Linked DNA regions of Gossypium hirsutum: all the other regions are linked to region 1. Evidence: chromatin contacts called from public Hi-C data. All regions are on one chromosome and are shown on one strand. The core of a region is the stretch at or near the end of the contact, and the rest is flanking DNA. Distances in the headings are between cores, read along the strand shown.

The links. A called contact is a pair of places that touch in the nucleus more often than the background predicts.
Region 2: a Hi-C map of leaf shows a contact between it and region 1, with 2.8 times the contacts expected there. The contact joins the promoter of LOC107895124 here to the promoter of LOC107927002 in region 1. A contact is called at or near these places in 18 of 34 Hi-C or Micro-C datasets (anther, callus, fibers and 4 more).
Region 3: a Hi-C map of leaf shows a contact between it and region 1, with 2.9 times the contacts expected there. The contact joins the promoter of LOC107895119 here to the promoter of LOC107927002 in region 1. A contact is called at or near these places in 4 of 34 Hi-C or Micro-C datasets (callus, leaf and petal).

Annotation. Positions count from the first base shown.
Region 1 is chrA08:116,528,007-116,532,407 of Gossypium_hirsutum_v2.1, forward strand. It overlaps LOC107927002 (SNARE-interacting protein KEULE), which reads left to right and starts at 1,619. Exons shown (of 21, transcript XM_016857959.2): 1 at 1,619-1,916; 2 at 2,826-2,884; 3 at 3,007-3,088; 4 at 3,243-3,321; 5 at 3,816-3,866; 6 at 3,978-4,074; 7 at 4,194-4,226. The coding sequence starts at 1,838.
Region 2 is chrA08:116,395,925-116,400,053 of Gossypium_hirsutum_v2.1, forward strand. It overlaps LOC107895124, which reads left to right and starts at 1,462. Exons shown (of 2, transcript XM_041074871.1): 1 at 1,462-1,642; 2 at 1,752-2,433. The coding sequence starts at 1,583. The coding sequence ends at 2,336. LOC107895122 (probable protein S-acyltransferase 14) reads right to left here. Exons shown (of 7, transcript XM_041074870.1): 4 at 3,716-3,839; 5 at 3,551-3,615; 6 at 3,396-3,467; 7 at 2,639-3,264. The coding sequence ends at 3,247.
Region 3 is chrA08:116,344,630-116,349,035 of Gossypium_hirsutum_v2.1, forward strand. It overlaps LOC107895119 (UDP-glucuronate 4-epimerase 5), which reads left to right and starts at 1,485. Exons shown (of 2, transcript XM_016820351.2): 1 at 1,485-2,936; 2 at 3,283-3,326. The coding sequence starts at 1,639. The coding sequence ends at 3,322. It also overlaps the pseudogene LOC107895120.

The sequences.
Region 1 (4,401 bases), core at 369-2,868:
TTTCTAATTTTATTGAATTAAGTGATACTAAGTTACTAGATAAAACAATATAAAATTTTGAATTAAATTATTATATTTATAAAAGAGATAATGTTACATTTGGTATATGTACTTCCATCAAAAATCTAATGTAGTACTTATACTTTGAAAACGTTCAATGTGGTATTTGAACTATTAATGTGTTTTATCATGGTACATGATGTTAACACCATTAGTAAATTGCTAAATCAACCAATGAAAATTTGTCACATAAATTTTTTTCCAAATCATCAGGTCACACGAATAATTTATCATTATAAGAAAAATTAAATTAAACAAAAAAATAAATTAAACTTATTAAATAATTAATAACTTAACATTTGGCTAATAAAAAAGAAGTGATTATTAAGTATTTTCATGGATAATAAAAAATATTATTTAAAAATTAATTAAAAATATCATTTCAAATGAAAAGCTCTTTAGAGAAGATGACATTACTTAAACAGAGAAGATGACATTTTTGTTTATATAAGTTTAGCGTTTAAATTTTTGTTTATGTTATATTATCCATGGGAACTTTGATGATTTGGAAAAAAAATTTACATGTCGAATTTTCATTTGTTGGTTTAGTAACTGATTAATAGTGTAAATATCGGTATAATAACAAAACACATATTGGTAGTTCATATACCACATTGAACATTTTCAAAGTGTAAATATTACATGAACATTTTTTTAAAAATTATAGGTACCAAATGTGACGTTATTATTTTATTAAATAATAAAAAAATATTATTAATATACAATTTAAAATAATTTATTTTGAAAACTAAATTAAAAAATCTAATAGGTAATATTTAATATGAAATTTAAATAACCTATTTTTTTAAAGAGGAGCAGAAGAGAAGTCATAAAATTTTTAGAGGGGTCGAAATTAAATTATAATTTTTATAATAATAAAATGTAAATTTTAAAGAATTAAATTAATATTTTATTATTTTTAAAGAATTAAAATATAATTTTATTTTTATTAATTTAAAATTTTAGAAAGCTAAAATGAAAAAGAAAAAAAATGAGGGACAGCCCTTCCCCCAACATTCGCCCCTGAACGGGAAAATATTCAAACACGCAAGGAATGAAGAAATTTCCGGATGCATTTTCATGAATGAAGAAGACAAGAGAGCAAGGTCATAAATATTAGAGATAAACTAATATGCTCCCTTAATTTGTTAATTTTTTCATTTTAGTCTCTGAATTTTTTTATCTATCTCAACTTGAATTCTTTAAAGTATAACGACTTTAGATCATGAAATTGCGCTAGTTTGAAATTCTCTTCTAAAATTTCTTGATAGTTTTTAAATATTTTATTTTTTAATAAATTTAATATAAAAAATTTAAGCGATAACGTTATGCAATTTTAAATAACCACATCATAATATTTCAAATCAAAATTTAGAATCCAAAATTAAAAAAAAAATTACTAAATTCAATAACCGAATGTTGCTTTATTCTAAATATAATTCCATGCACGTCGACTTTCAGATGGAAATGTGAAATTATATACTTTCGACATTTGTCAGCCGTCAACACGTCATTGAAAAAAATAAAAAATTAAAGTAAAATGAAGAAAATTCAATAAAAATAATTTCTCTTTCACCCGTCCCTTCTAGTTTTTCCTTTTCTCATAAATTATAGTTGTGTAAATAATAATTTTCTAATTTCAAAAAAAAAAAAATTACAATCTACGCTTCCTTCTCCTTCCATTTTCCCTTTTCTCTTGTGTTTTGATTACTCCAGGATCTCCATCTATTCGGTCCTGTTTTTCACTGGATCGGTTGATCAGAGGGTTCTCTAAACGATGTCGTATTCGGATTCCGACTCTTCTTCCGGCGCTGGCGACCACCACTACAAGAATTTCAAGCAAATCAGCCGTGAAAGTGAAGTCTTATATTCTCTATTTATTCAATCTTTGTTAAACTTAATTTTAAGATTCTCTAATCATTCTGCTTAATTATGATCTATCTGGTTTCACAATCGTTAGTAGTAGTTCGAACCTGATCATGTAATTTCTACTGAATTTTAATCGTTAGTAATGAATTTGTCAGTTAAGTTGAATATACAATAAATTTGTGTTTTTACGCAGTCTTAAGGAAAAGCCACGAAGAAAAGATATTATTTCATAACTTATCAGCTTAACTATATATATTTTAATTTATTGGTTTCGATGTATGAAATTTGAACAAAGAATGTAAGTGGTCTTTTTGTTCAACAATACCAATTCAAAAACATAAAATCAGTGCTATGACTGTGCTATATGCTGCATTATTTGCATTTTGCTGAGAACTATAATATAGACTGATACTGCTCATGAAAACGGGACTTTTTTCATGAGCTATAGTTGATTTTTAATGCATCGAGTTTATCCTTAACTCCCCGCTGTGAAATTACTCATAATAGGAATAAGGAAATATGTAAAAAAGAGGAGCTAAAAACAATCACGATCTGCGCAGTTTGTAGAAGTGTAGGGATGTTTCAACTATTATAATCAGGGCTGCACATGCATGTTATGGCTTAAAAGCATGGGGCCGGACAGTGAGAGCAGGTCCCTACCCCTAGGCAAGGTGCTTTTAATGATGCACACAAGTTTTCTGCCCAGGCTTCATCTAGTTGTCTTGTACCTTTCTATCCATTAAGCAAAAAACCAAGGTTATAATGCATTTGGATTGTGTGTGTGTGTGTGTGTGTTTTATTACCTTTTTTCATTTATTCTTTAGGCATGATCTTGTTCACTAATTTTGGGTGGCTGATCTGATTTAAATCTCTATATGTACTTGATGTATGTAAAGGGTTATTACACGAAATGCTTCGTTCTGCAAAAGTGAAGGACTCTAAATCTACGTGGAAGGTATGCTGGTCTTGTTGTTATTTTTGTTTTGGTTATTCATTGGCTGGCTTTGTGCTGTTATCATTGTTACTGGTTGCTAGAAATGTTCTTATTTATCTTGATTTTCAATCCCCTCTAAGCAGGTGCTAATCATGGACAAAGTCACGGTTAAGGTAATGTCTTACTCTTGCAAGATGGGTGACATCACAGCAGAAGGAGTTTCATGTAAGCCAAGCTTCGTATTATTTTAACTGTTGCATAACAACTGCTCTAATAGGGCAACAATGAAATAATAAGCTACATAAGTTATGTCATCATTTTAAAGTTTCAAGGATCAAATTTTTCTTCTAATTTTATTGATTCTGGTTTTGTTTTGCAGTGGTAGAAGACATATACAGACGCAGGCAGCCATTGCCATCAATGGATGCTATATACTTCATTCAACCAACCAAAGAGAAGTAATTTATCTTCCCTTTACTGAGTTTTCAATTATCAAGTCTTTAGCTGGGTAGGTATTTTCCTTTTGGGACCGAGTTTTATGTGTGTATCACATTTTAGTCCATTCCCCCTTTTGTTGACCATATAATTTTATATTTACAGGGAAAAGAAAATAATCCAGTTTCAAACAGTTGCAGACTCCATACTGAACATTTTCCCATTTTAGGTCTACATTCATGATTTGACTACCTATATCTTAGATGACCTCATATCATACTTCCGTCATCAGAAATTAACCTTGCTGAAGCCTTATTTTATTCTATTTTCTAGTATAGCTTTCCCTAGCACGGATGCATGCATTCATGCATGTCTGTTGTACAAGATTTAGTTATCCTAATTAATAAAAGGAAATGTCTCTGTGAGATGTATATATGTCATAGTGCAACATAATCCTACTTCTCTGGTGGGCTTTTCCCCCCTCACCCTTTATTGTTTCACTTGTGTGTTTGTGCAGTGTTATTATGTTCTTGTCAGACATGGCTGGAAGGACTCCCTTATACAGGAAGTATGTGAAAGATCTTTTACGTAATACATTACATGAGGGGTTAAATCTTCAGAATTCCAAGCATATGACAGCTTCTGATATATGTATTCTTTTATCTGGTATGTGGAAAAGGGCGTTTGTTTACTTCAGTTCGCCTATCTCAAGAGAATTGGTTGCTCACATCAAGAAGGATTCAACTGTCTTGCCTCGCATAGGTGCATTGAGTGAGGTTAGGTTTTTTTTCTTTAGATTGCCACTTTGCCTGAAACAATCTGCATTGTGCAAACTAGTCACATTGATTGTTGAGTTGTTGTTTAGTGCTGATCATTTCTTGGTTGGCATATGCAGATGAACTTGGAGTACTTTGCAATTGACAGCCAGGTAATCTGGTCAATTGTGCAAATTGAATTAAAATAGTGATCATCATCTTTCTTTTTCTCCTGAAAAAAATTGTAATAGCCTATGTGGCCCTTTCATATTCTTACAGGGACCAGTTCATTTTGATTTATTTGGAACTTGCATTTTCAAATATCCAGGCTAAAATTTGAGATGCAAA
Region 2 (4,129 bases), core at 212-2,711, 130 kb before region 1:
GTATTTTTAAAAATTTAGTCTCTCTATTTTTTAGATTTTAAAATTCAGGTTTAACTATTAATTTTGTTATTTTTTTGTTAAATTCAGGTTAATTATATGAGTACTAAGTGAGTAGCCTTTTTTTCTTTTTTTAATTTCAAAACATCACAATAACAAAATTTTTAAAAAGAATATAGTATTAACAGATAAACCTAAATTTTGAAATCTCAAAAGTAAAAAAATTAAATTTTAATTTTGAAGAAGTACAAGGACTATAAGCACATTTTAACCTTCTGAAACAGCCCCAACTTGTCCTGGAAATATCAGATTACTAGTTTAATACCAAATTGAGGTAATCTACAAAAGTAGTCATTTTTGTTTGCCCCAGATTACATTTTAGTCACTTATGTTTGAAATGTTACATTTTAGTCACTTATGTTATTATTTTGTTACGAAGTGATCACTCTACCATTAAGTTCCGTTATCTCTCTAACGGTAATCCTATGTGGCAGTCCAACTAGATCTTAGGTGCCAACTTGGATTTCTAAATGGGATGAAAATAGATTTTTAATTAAAAAAATTAATTAATTAAAATTTTTAAACCTAAACCTTAACTGAAAAAACTGTTTATCTCCTATTTTTTATTTTTCTTCCGTCTCTTCTTTCTTTTAATAGTTTTTTTTATTTGATTGGAAAAACTATTATTAAGATCAAAATAGTTGAAATTAAATTGACCTCTTCATAAAAATAGATTCAATGGAGGTTTCAGGTATGTCTTCTTTGCATTCCTCTATCTCTTTTATTCAATACTGAAAAATAAAAGATTAATTTTTTTATTGTTTAATGAAATCCCTAAATTAAAATTCTTGAAATTAAAAAATAGTTTCTTAGATTTTTTGGTAATCCACTTGAATGCCTTCAAAAATTTTAATTTAGGATTTTTATTAAACAATAAAAAATCTATTCTTTTGTTTTTCAGTATTGAATAAAAGAGATAGAGGAATGCAAAGAAGATATGCCTGAACCTTCCGTTGAATCCATTTTTATGAAGTAGTCAATTTGATTTTAACTTTTTGAACTTAATAATAAATTTTCCAGTCAAATAAAAAAAATCATTGAAAAAAGAAGAGACGAAAGAAAAATAAAAAAAGATGAGATGAACAGCTTTTTTAGTTAAGGTTTAGGTTTAAAAATTTTAATTAATTAAAATTTTTAATTAAAAATCTATTTTCATCTAGAAATCCAAGTTGGCACCTAAAATCTAGTTGGACTGCCACGTAGGATTACCGTTAGAGAGAAAACGAAACTTGACGGTAGAGTGATCACTTCGTAACAAAATAATAACATAAGTGACTAAAACGTAACATGTCAAACATAAGTGACTAAAATGTAATCTGGGACAAACAAAAGTGACTATTTTTATAGATTACCCACCAAATTGAAGGTAATCCTAATCCGACACACGTCGGATTGGTGTGGATACATTGTCAACGGTCCAACACAAATCAGTTTCCACTTTCCACCATATCTTTGTCTCGCATATAAATTAAACACAACTGCTCGTTTCGATTTGTCATTTGGCATTGGGTGATTGAAGGAAGAAATGAAGCAGGTTTGGTCTCCGGGGACAGCCTCCAAGGCTTATATTGATACCGTTAAATTCGTAAGCATAGAGGGGAAACAAACCTTATGAATTATGCTGCATGGTTTATTGTTTTCATTTTTGGTGTTTTTTGATCTGTTTTTTTTTTCTTGTTTTGTTTGCACTGCAGTGTGAACTTTATAATGAATCTGGTGTAGCAGAGCTTGTTTCAGCTATGGCTGCCGGTTGGAACGCCAGATTCATTGTGGAAACATGGTCAAAAGGCGAGGCTATGGCAACAAGCATCGGGTTGGCAGTTGCTAGCAGTCATACAAATGGAAGACATATATGTATAGTCCCTGATGAAAGATCGAGATTAGAATACGCTGAGGCCCTGGAAGAGGTTGGTATGTCTGCAGAAGCCATTGTTGGAGAACCTGAAGAGGTAATGAAAGGGCTAAATGGCATAGATTTCATGGTGGTGGATAGCCAACGAAATGACTTTTCAAAGATATTAAAGCTGGCAAAACTGAGTGACAGAGGGGCTGTTCTGGCATGCAAGAATGCTCATCCCAAAACTGCTTCAACTTTCAGATGGAAAAGTGTTGTTGATGAGAGATCGTACAGGGTAGTTCGTTGTGTGTTCCTTCCGGTAGGGAAAGGGTTGGATATTGCGCATGTGGCAAGCAGTGGAGGGAATTCAGGTGAAGCTGAAAGGCGATGGATCAAACATGTTGATCCACAGTCTGGGGAAGAACATGTCATACGAAGGTAGAATTAAGATTCTTCTCCACAAACGGAGATTATGTATTTCTATGTTAATCTCATTTCAACCTTGTACATAAATTTTAAACCTCAATTATTTACAACAACATTTACATTTACCTAATTCAATCAACTACTAAATGTTTCAAGGAGGGTAAAAATACTATGAGAATCTCTATACAAGAAGTCAAATTGCATTTTACCTCATTTACTCAAAAAATGACAAGTTAATCCTTATATATTATATCCAAGAAAAAATTGATATTTTCTATTAAAATCTTTATCCATTCCTATTGTTAAAAACTGGCGTAATTGACGAATTAACTAGACAATTCCACATGACATGCTATGTATACCTCAAGTATACACTGATGTACAAATATCGATTTTTTAACTGTTGAAATGGACGAAATTTTTAACAAAAAAGGATCAATTTACTTTTCCATCTAATGTATGAAGACCAGTTTACTCATTTTATAAATAAAAAGGGTAAAATACAATCTGACTCTTTATACAGGCCTATTTTACACCATATAAATCATATAACAAAAGCAGTACAAAGAGTAGTTCGGGATATCTAACGCCTAATAAATTAAATAATCAAAATGTTTTTCTATGATTTTATACATTTACATTTATACAATGAAATGAATTTATACATATGCGATACCTCTTGGTGTTAACTTTACTCATATTACCACCAAAATTCAGTAAAATAAAAAATAAAAAAATACAAATGAAAACTTCAGGACAAATAATCAATTTTGGTTCAATGATGAACATAATTTACGGCATACTTGAAAGCTTGTTTTGTAAAACTCTTTTAAGTTAATGCTGAGGATCCCAGTTGGGTCTTGTTGGATATTCGAAACCCTGTAGGGCTGGCATCCTCCTTATATCGTCCTTTGAATACACTGGAATTAACCACAGCTTCTTCTCTGTACCAAACACCTGAATTTAAAATAGGCATGAGCTGAACATGACACAAAGACATTGATGAAACATGTACACGCTGGAAAAGTATCAAAGCCGTAAGCGAGGAGTTTGGGAACAAAGAAAGAAGAGGTACCTGTTCATAATTTTTCTTCCAACCAAGGTCATAGCGCCATGTAAGACCGGTTTTCTTATCTTTTGCTTGAAACTAAAATTGATCAAACCAAAAACTGTGACCTTAACTAGTTATGTAGGCAACAAGAGGAAACATGATTATGCGAAGATGGTTACCTCAATAGTGGTCCGGTTAGCTCCGACCAATGTTATGTGCATAATCAGAAAGCCCAGCACACTTACTGCAAATGCCAAATTTAAGACTGAAAAACTTGGGTGAGAATTATCTAAAATAATGACAAGCGATGAGATGGAAGAAACTTCAAACCCTTGGAAACTTACCAAATGCGATGAAAGTAGCTGCAAGTTTTCCTGGTGTTAAATCTACCTCATCATCATTAAAAATTTCCATAAACACCCGCAATAAGGCTAAACAGACGAGTATTGCCGCAAGAGATGTGTAAAACTGCATCAAGTTTAAGCAAAACAAAATTACAAGTCATGTTTCTTTTTTGCCCTTTTGGTAGATGCCGGTTAGTCAAATGCATAACAGCGGTATCTACTTGGCATAAGAATGTACTTAATAGGATAATCAACAACAAAGCCAAAAGAAAATGGGCTGTACCAGGAAAAGTGGTGTCTGAAACTATAAAATACTAAAAGCTAGAAAGGGACCGTATCAATCACTATGAATCTGTGATGAATGGTCAAGTAAATTCTGTAATACAAGCTCAAGTGCACATATTTTCCCAGAAA
Region 3 (4,406 bases), core at 235-2,734, 180 kb before region 1:
TTAAGAATTTGTAGGATACAAATAACATGTCATTAGGGTTACTGATTCTCAGCTTGAGAGAGCTTACTGATATTCAGCTCACATGAGCTTACCGTTATTCAGCTTGGAAGAGCTTACCATTTACAGCTCATAAGAGCATACCGATTCATAGCTTATATGAGCATATATGTATAGGAATTGACGGATTACAGTTCAGTACACTTTGTGTGTGCTACCAAAGTATCCAACGATATTCTAAATTGTTCAACGGGCACAGTTCTATTATGCGAATATATGAGTTCGATATGAACTACTACAGGTATTTACATGAAGTACATGGAAATGATGTTACATGATATATTGATATATGAAATGTATGATACATGTATATGAAATTTGAATAAGGGTTGAGTTCATCTATGTGTATTGGATATTATATGTGCTTTACATGGCTAACATGTTGGTGAATATGTGTTTAGGCTTTTGGCCAAATTAAGTTGGGATATGCTATGTTTACTTATCTAAATTTAAATTCTAAGTTATACGAACTTACTAAGCTTAAATGCTTACTCTATGTTATTTTCTGTGTTTTATAGTGATTCGGAAGCTCATTCGGGTTGGAAGCTTGTCAGAGTTATACCACACTATCCATCGGCTCTTTTGGTACTTTCAGTTGTTTAATTTCGGTTATAATAAAATGTATAGGTTATTTTAGCTAATGTTGGCCTATGTGTGATATTGTGGTTGTGGCCATATGCTTTGGCTTGTGTTCTGGTATATTTTGCTATATACATATATAAATGGCCTTATTATGTATGATTTTGATTGATTTCTGACATGAATATTATATGATATGAAATGTCTGAAATTTCTACTGTTTGAACTGTAAACTCTAGTAATGCTCCGTAACTCTATTCGGCGATGAATACAGATTAGGGGTGTTACATTTATAGTATAAATACAATACAATTACAAATATATGTCCAATCAACTACAAAGTAGAACTAAATTAATATAAAGCACAAATAAACTAAAAATCGAAATAATTTATACCAAAACCAATCTATCGAACTAAAACTCACACAAAATAAACTTCGAAACTCAAATAATTACACATGACGATAATTGAATGTAACTATTCAAATACTTACCTCTTACAACCATTGCTATAAGTGAATAACATAAATAATTTTTTTTATGAACACCAATATCTACTTTCAATTTCTTTTTACCAAAAAAAATTAAAATTTCAATTATTTATCATAAATAAAATTTCAAATATATAAATTTAAAAATCCTAATCTAAAATATTTTCAATTTTAATTTCAGTTAAAACTGATTAAGTTTGAATTTGAATTTAAATTAAAAAAAAAAACAATTCAACGCACTAAAACGCATTGCAATCGTAACTTGGCATGGTAAATAGTAGTAGTAATTTTATAATTTCCCTCTCCAAATGATAATGATGATTATACCCCTCCAATAGTTCAACCAAACCCTTATAAACCCCACAAATTCCCCATTCTTGAAAATGACAACCAGTCTTCTACCTTTATACGGAGCCTTTCCTTTCTTTCTCCTCCTCCTCTTCCTCCACTGCCGCCGCCGCCACCACAAATCTGAACCCTAATCCTAAAATCCTATCTTGTATTGTTCCAAATGTCACACCTTGACAACATTCCATCCACTCCTGGCAAACACAAACCCGACAAAGCTTTCCGTTTCCACTCCTCCGCCGCATCTTCCTCTCTTTCCAAACTAACCCTTTATTCCACCCTTTTCCTTTCCATCCTCCTTATCTTCCTCCTCCTACTTTCCTCCCCTTCTTCCCCACCATCGCCGCGCCGCCACCTCTCTACTGGGTCCCACCACACCCCGCTCTCTCTTTCCCACAAACTAATCCGCAAATCGGCCCGTCCTCGCTCTACTACCGGTCACACCGTCCTTGTGACCGGCGCCGCCGGTTTTGTCGGAACCCATGTCTCCCTCTCTCTTCAACGCCGTGGAGACGGTGTTCTTGGCCTTGACAACTTTAACCATTACTATGATCCAACCCTGAAAAGGGCTCGCCAGAAGATCCTCGAAAAAGCTGGGGTTTTTATAGTCGAAGGCGACATCAACGACAAGGGTCTTCTCCAACAACTGTTCGATGCCGTTTTGTTTACTCACGTAATGCATTTAGCAGCCCAGGCCGGTGTTCGTTACGCTATGCAAAACCCAGGATCTTATGTTCATAGTAACATTGCTGGATTTGTGAACTTACTGGAAGTGTCGAAATCGGCCAACCCTCAACCGGCGATTATCTGGGCATCTTCAAGTTCGGTCTACGGCTTGAATTCTAGAGTGCCATTTTCAGAGAAAGATAGAACTGATCAACCTGCTAGTTTATATGCTGCTACAAAGAAAGCCGGTGAGGAAATTGCGCATACATATAATCATATTTATGGACTTTCAATAACTGGATTGCGATTTTTCACGGTTTATGGTCCTTGGGGTCGGCCCGATATGGCATATTTCTTTTTCACTAAAGATATAATGAAAGGTAAAACGATCACTGTATACGAATCACCAGATAAGGGTAGTGTGGCTAGGGATTTTACCTATATTGATGATATAGTGAAAGGGTGTTTGGGAGCATTGGATACGGCAAAGAAGAGTACAGGGAGTGGGGGAAAGAAGAGAGGGCCTGCACAATTGAGGATTTTTAATTTGGGGAATACTTCGCCTGTACCTGTGAGTAGGCTGGTTAGTATATTGGAGAAGATTTTAAAGGTGAAGGCTAAGAAGAAAGTAGTGCCACTGCCAAGAAATGGGGATGTGGAGTTCACACACGCCAATATTACCTTAGCAATGACGGAGCTCGGTTACAAGCCAACGACTGATTTGGAGGCAGGGTTGAAGAAGTTTGTGAGATGGTACCTCAGTTTTTATTCGGGGTCAAAGAAGAAGAGTTCTTGGTGAAACTTTCTCGATCTTTTTTTTTTATATTTATTATTTCTCTCATTTTAGTTCATATTGATTACTTCTCTATTGTGTTCATTTTGTGGTTTATTGAGCATTTACTTCATTGTATGCTTGATATAATCATGCAAGAGGGGTACTGTTCTGCTTTGCCTGTAGGGTGGGCATCTCTTCCCAACTCGTAGTGATGGGAAGCTAGCAGCATTTTAGTTTTTATTCCACATGTTGCTTCCTTTTCTCTTGGAAGCTTCTTTTAGCAGTTTTAAGCATTGTACAGTTCATGACTGATGGATCGAAAAGATGTTCTGATTGCTGGTTCATTTTGTTTTCTTAACCATACAGTTATTTCAATAAAATTGCAACCGCTGCAATGTGCTTTTAAATGATATTTGTCTATCGAATTCCCCTGGTTTTGCCTGCCAGTTTTGGTTGGAAGAGCTTGAAGATGTATGATGTCTTAATTTGTTTGTTTTGGCTGTATTATTTACTTGGCCTTTGGAATGGTTATGTTGTCTCAAATCCTTATTCAAGCTACAAGGAAGAGAGATGAAGCATTAATGGAAGCTTCGAAGTTAAAATATTCCATGGCTGAACTTGAGAAGAAGCTTAACAAGCTTGATGTATATTGTCACAATTTAAAGTCTGGTCTAGATGAATGTAACAGAAACTCTCCTTATAGAATGGGTCAAACACATAAATATTCATCAAGTGAAGAAACAAGATGGAGTTATTGGAGCTTATGAGAAAGTGATTCAACAGTTCTTGGCTTCTGTATCTGAATCCAGGTCTTCAACCAGGCTTTTAAGTAGATCACTCACCATGCAATTAAGGCACATGGGTAGCAAAGTTTATGAGAGAATATCTGTGCTTTTATAGCCTTATGATATGAAGATTTCTCACTCGAAAAACCCCAGAAGCCTTCTCCTTTACCTCGAAGCTTTGAACAAAGCCTTCTTTGAAGATTTTGAATCAACCAGTTTCAAAAGAACGCGGTGAACCAAATATTGAAACCCCATTGATCGTTGTGAAGCTAATTACAAGTCATTCAATGAATTACAAGGTCTAGCATGGGAGGAAGTTCTGAATAAGGGAACAAGGCATTTCAGTGAGGAGTTCAGCCAGTTTTGTGACAGGAAAATGAATGAAATTGTGGCTATGTTGGGTTGGAACCGAGCTTGGCCTGAACCATTGCTACAAGCCTTTTTCGGTGCCTCAAAGAGTCTGTGCTTGGTTCACCTTTTGGCCAACTCGGTGCACCCTGGTTTACCAATCTTCAGGGTGGATAAGGGGGCAAGGTTTGATTCCGTATACATGGAGGACATGGATGGTGAAAGAGCCAAGAAATTGGTTCCAAGCATGGTACGGATCTTGATCACACCAGGGTTCTATGTCTATGGCAATGTAGTCAAGTGCAAAGTCATTTGCAGGTACTCCAACAATGTGGATAGTAGTTTAATTGATAAGGG